Linked DNA regions of Mus musculus: regions 1, 2, 4 and 5 are each linked to region 3. A link is a contact called in public Hi-C and promoter capture Hi-C data. All regions are on one chromosome and are shown on one strand. Each heading gives the region's core, a stretch centred on a gene start, on an enhancer-like site or on the middle of the called end of the contact. The rest is flanking DNA. Distances are from core to core; before and after follow the strand shown.

Region 1 (2,700 bases), core at 80-2,579, 770 kb before region 3:
CGGGGCGCTCTTGCGGGCGGCTTTGGTGGCCAGCTGCTTGCGCGGGGCCTTGCCGCCGGTGGACTTGCGAGCGGTCTGCTTAGTACGAGCCATTCTTGGGAGGAGATACACAAAAGTGCAGGACGAAAGAAATCTTGCCCTTAAATATACTAAGAAACATTTTGATTGGCCTTGCAACTTTTTGAAAGTCGCGCGCTACAAATTCATTGGCTGGGAAATAGCCCGTGTGATTGGTAGTTTTAAGAGTATCTGATTGGCTACCTTGTTCTGACACTCTAGTTACGTTTTGTTCTTACAAAAAAAAGAAAAAATTAAAATTGGTATTTTAATGGAGTTTTTATCTCCAGATGGAATCACAATCTTGTTTTCGAGATGCGGTGATTGCAAGTCTGAGTGCCTAGACGTTGCTCCATTCCTTTGTAATTTTGTGTTACAAGGTACAAAGCGTAATAACTTGTAACTACTTTGGAGTTGGGTAAAGTAAAATCATGATCCAACAATCTTAACTCACATTCTTGGTCTTAAAGGGGGCAACTAGTATGTCAAGCGCTGTGGGTGAGTTATTTTAAAGGTTACCAATCTTTACTTCGTAGAAAACTGGGCTTTTAAATATGAACACTCACTACTCAAAGAAGTATTTGTGTATTTTCTACAGAAGGGGAAGGCACTATAGGTACTGCATCACAAGCTGATCTTGGGAAAAAGTGCATAGCTCTTAAGAGCCGTTAGATACGTCAATAGTAGAATTTCTTGACTTGAATCTATTTCCCTTGGCCTTGTGGTGGCTCTCGGTCTTCTTGGGCAGCAGCACGGCCTGGATGTTGGGCAGGACGCCGCCCTGCGCGATGGTCACGCGGCCCAGCAGCTTGTTGAGCTCCTCGTCGTTGCGGATGGCCAGCTGCAGGTGGCGCGGGATGATGCGCGTCTTCTTGTTGTCGCGGGCCGCGTTGCCCGCCAGCTCCATGATCTCGGCCGCCAGGTACACCGGAGCGCCGGCGCCCACGGCTCACGAGGAACTAACTGTAGGCCGGCCCGGGAGGAGCCGGTCTTGGCTTTGGCGGGAGCCTTGTCGCACTGCTTGCAGTGTCCAGACATTACTAAAAGTTCCCAAATAAGGAAACACTGTAACCTACTGTTAACATACCACATAGATTGTGTAGTGTCACGAAATATCGCTGTCCTATTGGTCAAAATGGTCTTCTTCTCTTGCCCAATTGTAGATGGGATTTTGAGTCTCTTATTTGCATAAAGCCTTTGAGGCCATTATTCTTAACCAATCAAAAGTAAAAGCACTTGCTCCTTCATTTGAATTTCAGGAGTATAAATAAAATAAGTGCGCCCTCACTGCCTACCAGTTTCTGACCATTTTGTGTGTCTTCTTTTGAACAGAATGCCAGAGCCTTCTAAGTCTGCACCAGCCCCTAAGAAGGGATCTAAGAAAGCCATCTCTAAGGCGCAGAAGAAGGATGGCAAGAAGCGCAAGCGCAGCCGCAAGGAGAGCTATTCGGTGTACGTGTACAAGGTGCTGAAGCAAGTGCACCCCGACACCGGCATCTCCTCCAAGGCCATGGGCATCATGAACTCGTTCGTGAACGACATCTTCGAGCGCATCGCGAGCGAGGCGTCCCGCCTGGCGCATTACAACAAGCGCTCGACCATCACGTCCCGGGAGATCCAGACGGCCGTGCGCCTGCTGCTGCCCGGGGAGCTGGCCAAGCACGCCGTGTCGGAGGGCACTAAGGCCGTCACCAAGTACACCAGCTCCAAGTGAGCTCGTAGGGCTCACAACAAACCCAAAGGCTCTTTTAAGAGCCACCCACACTTTTCAGAAAAGAAGTTGTAATATATGACCTAACTTTGTTAGCCAAATATGTCTTTATGAAAAGTGGAATTGAGCATTTGCTCTGAGTTTAAAGGCTGAGGTCACAATCATTGCCATTTTCCCACTTTGTGTCATGAGTTTCGATGTTGTACATATTGAGTCTAGGTATTTTACTCAGTGCTTTGTAGCAGTGCTATCTGTAGGAGTTGGCCTTTAATGTATTTAGTCTTTCAAATTAGCTTCCTACTGTGAGATTGAGTATTAAAACATTACAGCCAATTGCGCTTCAGTGAAAAGCAACCACAGCTTTCTAATTTTTTTTGTTTGTTTCTTATGTCTTGGGACATTTACATTCAGGGTAGGATATTGACAATAGATGGAACCAGAGGAGTTATAAATACTTGAAGCAACTTAGCTTTTTTGAAAAACCACCATGTTGACAATTGGATTTCCATGACTTACAAAGTAATTGTTAAAAAACTGGTAAAGGCTTTGACTGGGAAAAAGTCAGTGCCTCGAGCATTTGTGCTAGGGCAGGAAAACTAGGAATCAGATGGGGCAAATGGCTTAACGGGTGTTAAGTTTTAAATTTCTTTTTTCTTTTTTTTTCATTTTTAAACTGTCTGAGAATATGTGGTGACAGGAGAAAATAAAGTTGCTCAGAATGAGTAGTTCATGGAAAATATTTTAAAATATTTTATCCATGATTCGGGACTTCACCCCTGCTTTCTCATTGGTTTATCGAATCCTTGAATATGAAAGGCAGGCTCCTGAAAAGGCTAGGCAAAGACTTCAAGAGCTCTTAGAATGCTGGGTAGTGGTGATATACCTTCCTTTAATCTTGGGAGACAGAGGCAGGAGGATTTGAATCTGAGGCA
Region 2 (2,822 bases), core at 98-2,597, 680 kb before region 3:
GAAATGAACAAGCTTGGCCTCTGGTGTGCTGGTGTGGGTGTTCCGAGCTCAGCCCCTTTGTTGGAAATCAATGTGGAGGTACCTCAAAAAGCTAGACATAGGACTATCATGTGATCAAGCCAGAACATTTCCTGAGAATATTCTCAACAGACTCTATATTCTACTGTAGATTTATTTACTCATTCATGTTTATTGCTTCTCTGTTCACAATCACCAGGAAATGAAAAGGTTTAAAATGTCCCATCACCTGATAAATGTGTAATGATACATGGAAGATTATTCAACCATAAAGAAAAATCAAACTACAAAATTATCAGTTCGGTGCATTTCTCAGCCCTCATCAGGGAAGCTTCTTTTTATAGTATAAGGTGATTAATACAAAGACCCACGGCTTGTCAAAATCTAGGGAGTAAGAGACTGTGGTATGATCAGCTTTAAAAGGGCATCTGTGTCACATTCTTGATCATAAGGCTCAGGAAGCATTGTAGAAGAGGCATCTTAAGCACCAGAGGTAGTGGACATCTACTGCAAAACCTTCTTTGCCAGACAAGACAGCGCTGTTGTACACGTGAGCTCACAGCAGCTGTGGCTGTAAACACAAGACCTGAGCAAGATCCAGCCAGCCAAAATCTCGCCACGGTCAGGGCGGGAGCTCATGAAGTCTCACCCATGGCCGAGGAGCTATTGGCAATTTATGGCTGCTAGCCGGTGAGAGCATCAGTTTTCTTCAGGGATTCAGATTCTAAGATGCTATCCATATTCCATTAGATAGTTCAACACCTATGAACACACAGACAACACTACGTGACTCAGTAGGGAGGAGGAGGAGGAGGAGGAGGAGGAGGAGGAGGAGGAGGAGGAGGAGAAGCAATGAAGAAGCATGAACTTGAGAGGGAAAAGTGACAGTGGGGAATGGGAGGAATTTGTTGGCAAAAATGAGTGAGGTCTGATCACAATGCATCATGTGCATGTATAAAAGTTTTAAGCGGTTACTTAAGTGAGTTAGAAAACTTGCCATTGTACATGGTAACATGTGCAAATTGAGATGTAGGTACGAGCATTGTTTTATGTAGTTTATCAACAAACATAGAAGTAATTAAGACAGGAAAAAAGTCATGGGGAATAAATACTGAATTTATGAGAAGCTTGTGGGTTTTGTCCATTTGATTTGGTTAACAACGTTACTAAATAAGATTATGGCCCACATAGTTCAAAGAAGCAAAAGAAAATTAAAGACCAGACAAAAAAAAGAGGGGGTAAAGTACAAAATGTGTTTAATTTGTAACTTATCCCATTTCAAACCGGAAAAAGGAAATGTCTTTAGAAATACTGCAAGGCAATGTGACTAATAACTGCCTGCAGGTGTCAGACCCAGTAGATCCTTCTGGGGTGCTGGCAAGACACTGGACAAGGACGAAGGCTGTGAAGCTCACAGCTGAAAGCAGGGGGTGCTTCAGCCTGTCATTAATGATTAATAATTGGAGTCATGGAGTGACACAGAATACTGAGTGGTCTGGTAAGAGGTAAGAGAAGCCTGTCCAGAGGAAACACAGGAAGGCCTACCTCAGTCACTAAGTTGGTAAGTCACTTACTTTCATTGGGTAGCCAAAGATCTGCACTGTCCTTGAATACCAGCTGAGGGTTGCTATACATCCCTCCTCCAACTTCAAATGTTCTCCTGCTGACAAAATAAAAACATGTTCATACAATGTAAAAACCTATGTCTACAAAGGCAATGGGGAAGCAAGAGTGAGGAAGACGGAAAAATGGAGGGAGAGGCAAAGGGAAGGGGGAAGGGGGAGAGAAGGGGAAGAAGATAACGGAGGATGGAGAAAGAGAGGGAGAAGGGAGGGGAAAAGAGGGTCCAAGAGGGAGGGGAAAAGGAGGAACATACAGAGACAGCGGGTAAGGAGAGGGAGGAGAAGAAAGAGAGGGAGAGGAGAGACTGGAAACTGAAGAGTTTGTGCTAGATCACCATAGGAATTGGTGGAGACAATAGCAGCTGTGGAGACAGATCCAAGAAACACATACTATAAAGGAATGTTTTTAAAACTTTTACGTAGTCACATAAAATCATGTATGTGTGTAGAAGTGACTTGTCCAGAGAATCAAGGGAGGTAGATCTACCATACCCAACAGAACTTGTTATTTAAAAAAAAAAATTGAATGAGAGAGACAGAGACAGAGACAGACAGAGACAGAGAGAAACAGACAGAGAGAGAATGGTAAGGGGAAAGTCAAAGTGTCTCATGAACAAACATCAGTTCTTTTGCTAATGAGCTCAATGGCCTAGGAGAAGAGAGTCAGTGAGTTTTCTGAGGTCCATGGCCCTGCCTGGGTCCTGAGTCTACAGCAGTGGTTGTAACTACTCTTGTTAGTCTGACAGCTGCTGGGGACATGAAGAACAGTGTGAGCATTGTGAAAACCACTCTAGATAAAATGGTGTTAGCAATCACTTCTTTGCCTGTTACATCATCAATACAAAAAGCACACAGCTCTTACCTTACAGCAAACATGACATTATACTGGAGCCATATTTGAGAGACCATGGTCTGGGAACAGAGATTTAGGTTATGCCAGATGTTCATGTCCCAATATGGAAGCCGTCTCATGAATTTTATAGTTTTATAGAATGACAAAAGTCATAAATCAAGGCAAGTTTAAAATACACTAGAGTCTACATAGAGAGGCAGACACAGCAAGATGGGGAAGTTTTTCTAAGGCCTCAGATGCTACCTGATAAAATTCTTAGACTTTGAATAGGTACAAGCTAGTAGTATCAGTATCAGAATCAGAATCTAGCAGTAACAGTAGCAGTAGCA
Region 3 (2,700 bases), core at 186-2,685:
CAACCCTCACATTGAGCAGGGACCCAGCTCGGTCCAACACTGCATCTGAGCTCATGGGATTTCAGTGCCCAAGAGTCCGTGCCTAATGTCCTTTTTGTAGCTTAACCAAGGATGTGGTGACCTACTTCCTTCACAACATATAACACGGAACCCTTTCTTCTGTGATATGTTGGAGGAAATGGATGCCACAGCACACTTGTCTATACTTTATTAGACCCTGGGCCCCAACTCTCCCCAGGTAAGCCTTCCTTTCCAACTTTGGGGTTATTTGCAATTTACTCTTGAACTCTGCCCCTTTGAGACCTAGAGCAGGCTGGAAGCTGCTTGTGTTCAGGGTCCTGATACTTCATGTCACTTCTCTGGGCTTCTGATGCCTTGTCAGTGCAGCCAAGCACATGGAGTAAGTCCTTGCATGAAGATAAAGCATGAAGAAATAGTTTGTCAGAGCTATTCAAATTCTTTTTAAACTTTCTACTTCAAAAATAAAATATGGGCTGGCAGGAGGGTCAGTGGTTAGAGATGCTTGCTGGCAAGCTTGACAACCTGAATTTGAACCCTGGGACCTGAGAGACTAGGTCTTAGTTAGTTACTATTGCTGAGATGCAACACCATGACCAAGGCAACTTACAGAAGAAAGTATTTCAATGGGGCTTACTTACAGTTTCAGAAAGTTAAGTCTATGGTCATCGTGGTGGGGAATGTAGCAGCAAGCAGGCAGGCAGGCATAGTATGGAAGCAGTAGCTAAGAGCTTACATCCTCATCAGCAAGCAGGAGGAAAAGAGAGTGAGACTGGACCTGTCTTGGGTTTCCTAAACCTTAAAGCCCACCCCCAGTGACATAACTCCTCCAACGGGCCACACCCTACGCCAGCAAGGCCATGTCTCCTAACAGTGTTCAAACATTCCCACTAACTGGGAACTGAGCATTCGACCATGAGACTATGGGACCATTCTCATTCAGACCACCACAGACTAGACATTTGATGCCTGATAGACAGACAGATAGGGAGAGGGGCCATGACTAAGACAGGTAAGTAATAAGGATAAGTCAACTTCCAAGATGGTGGCTTCTTCCTTGCCCTTCTGACCAGAGACCAAAGCCTGGCAGCTTAAAACCAAAGACTAGCAGGCTTTTTTTTTTCTCCAGCCAGTGAGATCAGCATGCTGAAGGACTGGTCAGACAAGTTCAAAGCCAGATGTTTACACCAAAGTTGTAGACCTCTCAGCTACCCTGTCATTTACCCTGACCATCCCTAGATTAGGAGAGGAGGGCCCATCAACTGATGCTTAAACCCGAGCCCCAGATGAGAGACTGCATCTGAGCCCCGCCCCCTCTCTGCATCTGAGCCCCGCCCCCTCTCTGTATCTGAGCCCCGCCCCCTCTGTTTGGCAGAGAGGTTTTTCCCTCTGTGTCTTGCTGTACCTGTGAGTTTCCTCCCCCCAATCAACGTCTTTCTTTAACCGCTGACTCTGCTACTCTGCTGTGTTTGCAATGTCTCTACCTCTATCTGCTGTGCTCAAGACTTTCCTGCCTTTTAATTCTTTATCTTGCAGAGAAAGTCAACCAGTTCAAGACTCCTGTCCCCTGAGGGAGAATCAACTTTTACAGATTGTCCTCTAACCTTCATCCATGCAGTGATACAAGCACACACACACTCATGCACACACTCACGTACACACACACACAAGCTGAAAGAAAAAGAGGAAGTGTCTAATGAAACTGCCCTCCTTAACTATGGTCTCCTGGAGATTCAAACCTTTGTTGGCTCCTGCCCCCTCTAGCCTTCAGCTGCTATTCTCTGGGTCTCAGCCTCTAGAGCTTCCTGCTTCCAGTCCTGACCTTTAACCTCTATCTCCCAGCTTCCTGCCCTCCAGTCTCAGCCTGCAATCTCTAGCTCCCAGCCTCTAGCCTCTTGGCTCTCGCCATCTTCATTTCAGAGGCAATCTTTTTCCATATCCTTAACACTTTCCTCTCTATATATTTTTTTCTATTTGAAATTGTCCAGGACCTTTTAAGATGAGGGCCACTGTTTTACAGGGAATGTTCACCAATTCGAAAATCACTGTGTGACAATTCATATTGTGGAATTCATACAAATGAGGTTTTGAGAAATATGCATATGTTTGGGTTTTTTTAACTTTAAAAAATGTAGCTGGGTAGTGATGGTGCACGCCTTTAATCCCAGCACTTGGGAGGCAGAGGCAGGCAGATTTCTGAGTTCAAGACCAGCCTGGTCTACAAAGTGAGTTCCAGAACAGCCAGGGCTACACAGAGAAACCCTGTCTCAGAAAAAAAAAAAAAAAAAAAGTAGAGCAAAAAGAGAAGACAAATGTACAGCAACCACCATAGGATAATGAGTGTTTATAGGATAATGAGTGTTTATAGGATAATGAGTGTTTGAGGGGTTCTGGCAATTCTCATTTTGAAGGAAAACCAAGGATTTATAGTGACTGCCTCGCTGGCTGCCATGCTGAACTTCCAAAGTCCTTCAGAACACTCATGCCTGCAATCTGCCTTCTGTCCTTTCTTTCTTCTTCTTCTTTTTCTTCTTTTCATTCCATTTTGGTTTGTTTTTATGAGACAAGGCCTAACTCTGTAGCGTTGGCTGGTCTGGCCCTTACTATGCAGCCTGGGTTGACCTAAATCTTAAGATAGTCCTCTTGCGTGAGTCTCTTGGACACCAGTATTAGACATGAACC
Region 4 (2,700 bases), core at 89-2,588, 600 kb before region 3:
AACTTAAATCCAAACCAACACTGGCAGAATGAAATGGGTCAAGCCTGAGATTGTGCTTGGAAACCTAAAACCATCTGCTGACTCTTGTTCACACCTTAGGGAGACTGGTTGGACAGAAGAGTCTCTCACTCATGGAACTGAAGACAGGATTCAGGCCAGCTTTTTCCTTTCTAGCTTTCCAGACCCTTGCAGTGACGCAATGCCTCAGAGTTCACCAGCCTCTGGCTCATTCACTGACCCAGTAAACATATGTGCAATAAATGGAAGGCTTGCTTCCGTGGCTTTCTCCAGCATGACTGGAGGTTTGCTCGCATGAGTGGCTCTGCGTCTACTTAAACAGAAGACCTTAATCTCTGGAGTTTGTCAGTTAGAGGAAGAGGGTTGGACAAGGCTGCTGAAGGGCAAAAGACATGACCACAGACAGCATGCAGGACACATGCTCCAGTGAGTCACAGAGTACAATATGATAAGAAAGAAAAACAAGAATGGCCTAGTTAGGAAGGAAGCAGAAGAGTACAGATGATAACAACTAAGGGGCTGACAGTGAGAACATACGATCTGCCTATTCTAACCACCCAGTCTGTTGGTATACCGTGGCTGTCTCTGAGCTGAGAGGGAAGTCCTCTCCCAGGAACATGACAGCAAAAGAAAAGAGCACTCTGGACCACTGCATAAAGCCATAGGGGGTTTTATTTGCTTCAGTCCCCCATTCTCCCATGAAAATTCTGTTTACTCTGGTTTTTTTGTTAATTTGACCTTTGAAGCCTATTAAAAATATTCTTTAAAACAACAGGGTGTTTTGGTTTGGTTTGGTTTGGTTTTTTTGCCTCAGTCTGTTTGGTTAGTGCTGTTTCTACAAACTAGTGTATCTCACAAAAACAAGTTAAATGCATGAGTGCTTTGTGCAATTTTCCAGCGTCAGTAACCCTAAGAAATGCAAGACCTGACCTTACGATTGGTGTTCCCTTCTAGTTGCTTCAGACAGTATTCTCTCTCCCTTTCTCCCTGTTTCCTACCTTTCCTGTCCCCACCCACCCACCGCTGGCTTTTGTCTCCCTCTTCCATGTCTGTCTTCCTCCCTCCCTCTCCTTCTGGAGTTCCTATAGACCTCGTTTGTTTTAGGAAAAAGCAGCCTCCTGTCTCACTTTTCACAACCATCTCCCAAAAGAAACCCAGTCCTGCACACCACCTATAATCTCAACAGGAAAAGGTCCGTTCCCACACCGTCAGAACCAGAGCAAGAACTGGAAAGCAAACCTGAGGAAGGCGGAGAGCCGGCTCTTGGCTGGGATCCTATCGGTTTCTCAGCTTTCTGCAGCTGTCTAACCCAGAGGAGTGAATTATTACTCAGGGCCTTTAGCTTTTATCTTACCAAATGGAGGCTTTTATTGGCTCAACCATTTAATTTTTAACTTTGTTTTATTATTTAATTGATGACCTGACCATGTTCACTCTATCTTCCTCATACTTGAAGTTCATGTGAAGTCACATACATCTTCCCAGATTCTCTGTGGGTCCTGCTACTACTCTTGCTTGCCTCATTTTTAACTTTTACATTATATGTGATTATTTATGTGTTAGAGTGTGTGTGGGTAAGTTTTCACTTATTGAGGTCAAAGGACAGCTTTCAAGACTGGGTTTTTCCCTTCCACCATGTTGATCTCAAGGTCACAATTCAAGCTATTGAGCACAATGACACTTATCTTTCCCTGCCAAGCTATCAGGTCAACCCTCTGAGCAGCTCATTAATGGCATCTTCATCATCTATGATCTCAGGAGTACAATAATCTTCATAGATAGGGTTACATCTTGTCTCTTAAGTGGCTGTTTTCCACCATATCCATGTTTAATAGAACTAATTTTACACAGAGAGCAGCTATAGGCCTACTGACCTTATAGAAGCCAGACACTTAGAGCTTAACATATTCTCAGGCCAGAGGCTTACTGCTCTAGGATTAATCTAGTGGTCTCAGCACTTGGTCCTCAGCTTCCAGCAGTGGTGCACACAACAGAGCCAGCGACATCCGGGGCTGCAGCTCTCGTACAAGCATCCAATCTTGGGACCTACGATGATAGATGTTGCGCTGTTTAGGATTCTGAGCTGTTGACAGACTCTTTTGCAGCTAATGGACCCGTGGTATCTGAGACCCTTTTGGTAGGTCTCTGGAACTCTTCCAATGACCTCATTTTCCTGTCTTCAGCTCTTCCTGGCTTTCGTGATCTCTGCCCTACCATCGCTGCTACCTTTGCTGCCTCCGCTGTGACCAGTGCTGCTGATTGATCCACGGTTGCAACTGTCACCCTTAAATCCTCTGTCCCCTCACCCTTCCTTCCTGTTACCAACTCATCCTGCTCTAAAATGATAAAGATCAAGCACAGGTGAGAATAGATCACCTGAGAGTTCTATCTTAGGCCTCAGGCTCATGCTGCTACATCAGGATGTTGTCTCTCACCAGAGTGACAAAGTGAACCAAACAACCTGTTAATGTAGCCAGAACAAGGTACAGCAAGGAGTCTGCCCTGTCCTCCAAACATTGCTTCTTCCAAATGAACCACACTTGCATCCTCCAGAGGGGCCTCTGCAAATGGAGCATTGTAGGCGCCAACCATAGATCTCTTTGTGGTCAGCAGTCTCTGGCTAGTGGGAGGCTTCTGACACAGTCTGGGAAATGTCAGGGCTATGTCTGAGCAGCTGGCAGC
Region 5 (2,700 bases), core at 200-2,699, 620 kb before region 3:
TAAATTACCAGGGTTTCTACAAAATTGGTTCCTTTTTCCCTTTACTTTATTAGCTTTACCTGTCAGCTTGACACAGCTTAGAGCTACCTGCAAAGGGAGTCTCAATTAAAGCATTGATCAAAGTAGATTAGCCTATAATGTGTTTTTAGCTGGTGCAAGAGAATCCAGCCCATTGTGGTCAGGACCACCCAGAAGCAGATGGTCCTGGGCTATATAAGAATCTAGTGAAATGTGAGGTTATGTCCTACTACCTCCCCCAACCCATGCAATGGACCACCACTCCTGGGATCGCACTGGAACCCCCCAAGCCAACTTTCTTATGCAGTGTGACCACTGAAAATCAGAACCTGATTATGTCCCTTCCCATTAAAATACCTCCACTGATTTCAATGTAAAGACCAACACTCTTTCTTCACTGGGTCCACAGCGCCACGTGTGTTCTTGACCTCCATACTTCTAGAACCTCTCATAGCCCACTCTGTTCTTATTCACCCGATTTTTCTCTCCTGCACCAAACCTTTCTATATGCTGCAGATTTTCCCAGAGGGTCTTCCTAGAACATCCCTAGCACCAGGCTCCTACATGAAGTGACCTTCAGATTCCAGCTCAATTGATGCTGTGTAATGGCGGCCACCCTTAAATTAGAGCATGACACTTCCTTATTTTAGTAAGATGTGCCCCTCCTTATTACATATTGCACAGCTATCACTACGCACTCCCTTGTGATACTTTTAGTAAAGTCACATATCCCCCTGTGATAATGAACTACTACAAGCTGTTCATGATTATGATGTCTGACCTGTTTCCATACACACTAATGTATCCATTAATATTCATTTAGTGTTTGAGCATTTCTCTTCTCTTTTGTTGTTCCTGTGTCACCTGTGTGGATTCTTAATGAAAAGAGACATTGGAAATGAAGTGAAGCAAGCACGGGTCTCACATACATTTTTAGGAGACATTTTACATCAAATGAGGCCTGGTGAACAATGGCTGCGATTGTAAGCATCAGAGAAACAGGCATAGGGTATCCATGATGCTGCAAAGCAGTACCTGAGGAGATCAGAGACACACAAGGCAATTCTACTCCCTAAGACTAAGACATAAGGGATTTGCACAAATCTACATACAGATGAGGGACCCAGGCTAAAGTGGTCAGAAAGAAGAAAGATGTGAATAGAACAGTGGACTCCAGAGAGTGCCTGGGTGGTTGGTGTTCTTATTGCAGAAGTGGTTTTGATCCAAAGCCAGGATCCACATACAGAAAGCTGTCTGGAATGACTAGATTCTACTACTCCTCTTGTATTAGTTGAAGAAAGTTCATTGCTTTTTGCATGATGGATTAATTTTTTTATTGCTCTTCATCCTGACTATTTTCAGTTAGACATCCTACACGCACCAAGAGCCACAGTAATTCTTTAACCTCCTCACTTGGCTACAGCTGCAGAACTTCCGGCTCACAAACATCCTGTTTTCCAGGCTGTCGGTTCTCTTTGCTGACAGCTTAGAGTTCGTGGTATCATTCTCCTGTGGTTCCAACTCGTCACTGCTGTACTTCGGGGCAAACTCTCCTCCAGTCCCATGGCAACAGGGGAAAGTATAGAGGATTTGTAGAACCTGTGATTTCAGGAGCACACAGTTCTAAATAACCAGTCTTTTCTTTCCTTTGTGAAATCTCCAGGCATGGAAAAAAATACCTTTAGTATCACACAGCCAGGGTCTCTTAAATGATCCTGAAATGAAGCCTCTTCCAGTAGGAGAGCTTTAGCTGTCCAGTGGGCACAAAAGCAAGTCTTTTTTACTCATCACTAACGTTGCTCAGAGATGGGTGAATGTCGGTTCCTTAGCCCAGTCCTGTACCTCTGCCCGGCTGAAGATGAGGTAGAAGAGCAGGCCTACTACATCAATAGCAGCTGCAAGGAAGAAGACATTTCTCCAGCCAAACTCTGAATCCTGGAGACAGGAAGCTACCTGTTAGTAATGGTGGCTTGCTTCTTGCCCCTGGCTCAGAACAGTTGTGGTTCTACACCTTGATGTTCCTTCTTCTATCTCAGCTCAGCCTTCATGGCTCCCATCTTGCTTCTGGGATAGAATGTTGCATGCCCCACACCAGGACCACATACCCCCTCTTCCCTCTGCTAAAGGCACTTCCCATCATTTGAGTCACTTTCTCACTTTTACTCTAGCACTTGTTTAATGTCACCTTTTCAAAGATTCCTCTTTGACCACACACACACACACACACACACACACACACACACAATCAGCCATGTTTCCTACTCTCTCTTTTCAGAATAATATGTCTGTAATTCACTTTAGTTTTCTGTCAATTTCTTTTTTCAATATGGATTTCATGGGGTACGACTGGGAGACTTTTGTATGTTTGTTTGCTAAAACAATTGGTTTAGTACATGCTAATATTTAATAGTTTGTTGAATGAATGAATGTACTGATCAGTCAGTCAAGTGGCAAGAGAAACAAAGCCTCTATGAGAATTACCTTTTAAACAATCCCTAGCAGTGTGCTTTCGGAGACTAGGAAGGAATGGAAGCTTCAAAAGCAAGAGGGAATTTGATTTCATTAAAACAAAAATCTTTTCTTAATCTCCTGCCTTTTCCCTGAGTTACTAACACACAGTCATGGGCAAGTTAAAAATGAGGATTTTTATAAATGTCACAGACATCCATTTCCATCTGAAAT

The links. Promoter capture Hi-C pulls out the DNA fragments that hold promoters and counts their contacts. A called contact is a pair of places that touch in the nucleus more often than the background predicts.
Region 1: a contact with region 3 is called in a promoter capture Hi-C map of pre-B cells. The contact joins the promoter of H2bc3 here to the enhancer-like site in region 3. A contact is called at or near these places in 5 of 39 promoter capture datasets (the C10 cell line, the HPC-7 cell line, HPC-7-derived erythroid cells and 2 more) and 1 of 115 datasets of contacts at active chromatin or transcription factors (memory CD8 T cells).
Region 2: a promoter capture Hi-C map of pre-B cells shows a contact between it and region 3, with 2.0 times the contacts expected there. The contact joins the promoter of Slc17a3 here to the enhancer-like site in region 3. A contact is called at or near these places in 4 of 39 promoter capture datasets (cranial neural crest, embryonic stem cells and pre-B cells) and 1 of 15 datasets of contacts at CTCF or cohesin (embryonic stem cells).
Region 4: a promoter capture Hi-C map of pre-B cells shows a contact between it and region 3, with 2.0 times the contacts expected there. The contact joins the promoter of Slc17a4 here to the enhancer-like site in region 3. A contact is called at or near these places in 5 of 39 promoter capture datasets (the HPC-7 cell line, embryonic stem cells, hippocampal neurons and 2 more) and 2 of 9 other capture datasets (embryonic stem cells and pancreatic islet).
Region 5: a contact with region 3 is called in a Hi-C map of the HPC-7 cell line, with 2.9 times the contacts expected there. The contact joins two enhancer-like sites. A contact is called at or near these places in 1 of 484 Hi-C or Micro-C datasets (the HPC-7 cell line) and 1 of 9 other capture datasets (embryonic stem cells).

The regions. Positions count from the first base shown.
Region 1 is chr13:23,745,405-23,748,104 of GRCm38.p6, forward strand. H2bc3 (H2B clustered histone 3) reads left to right here and starts at 1,330. Exons shown (of 1, transcript NM_175664.3): 1 at 1,330-1,819. The coding sequence starts at 1,391. The coding sequence ends at 1,771. H3c3 (H3 clustered histone 3) reads right to left here and starts at 117. Exons shown (of 1, transcript NM_175653.2): 1 at 1-117. The coding sequence starts at 93. It also overlaps the pseudogene H2ac5-ps.
Region 2 is chr13:23,838,087-23,840,908 of GRCm38.p6, forward strand. Slc17a3 (solute carrier family 17 (sodium phosphate), member 3) reads left to right here and starts at 1,348. Exons shown (of 12, transcript NM_001164743.1): 1 at 1,348-1,579.
Region 3 is chr13:24,513,801-24,516,500 of GRCm38.p6, forward strand. It overlaps a transcript of Ripor2 not described here. Among named protein-coding and RNA genes, the nearest start is that of Gm22013, 28 kb to the left of the region's middle. Within about 2 kb of position 1,436, at least 32 of the 459 cell types and tissues checked have an H3K27ac peak or open chromatin away from gene starts, as enhancers often do. A contact at or near this core is called in the HPC-7 cell line, memory CD8 T cells and pre-B cells, where this site is marked.
Region 4 is chr13:23,913,669-23,916,368 of GRCm38.p6, forward strand. It overlaps Slc17a4 (solute carrier family 17 (sodium phosphate), member 4), which reads right to left and starts at 1,339. Exons shown (of 12, transcript NM_177016.3): 1 at 1,258-1,339.
Region 5 is chr13:23,896,957-23,899,656 of GRCm38.p6, forward strand. Slc17a4 (solute carrier family 17 (sodium phosphate), member 4) reads right to left here. Exons shown (of 12, transcript NM_177016.3): 12 at 933-1,953. The coding sequence ends at 1,819. Among named protein-coding and RNA genes, the nearest start is that of Slc17a4, 17 kb to the right of the region's middle. Within about 2 kb of position 1,450, at least 30 of the 459 cell types and tissues checked have an H3K27ac peak or open chromatin away from gene starts, as enhancers often do. A contact at or near this core is called in the HPC-7 cell line, where this site is marked.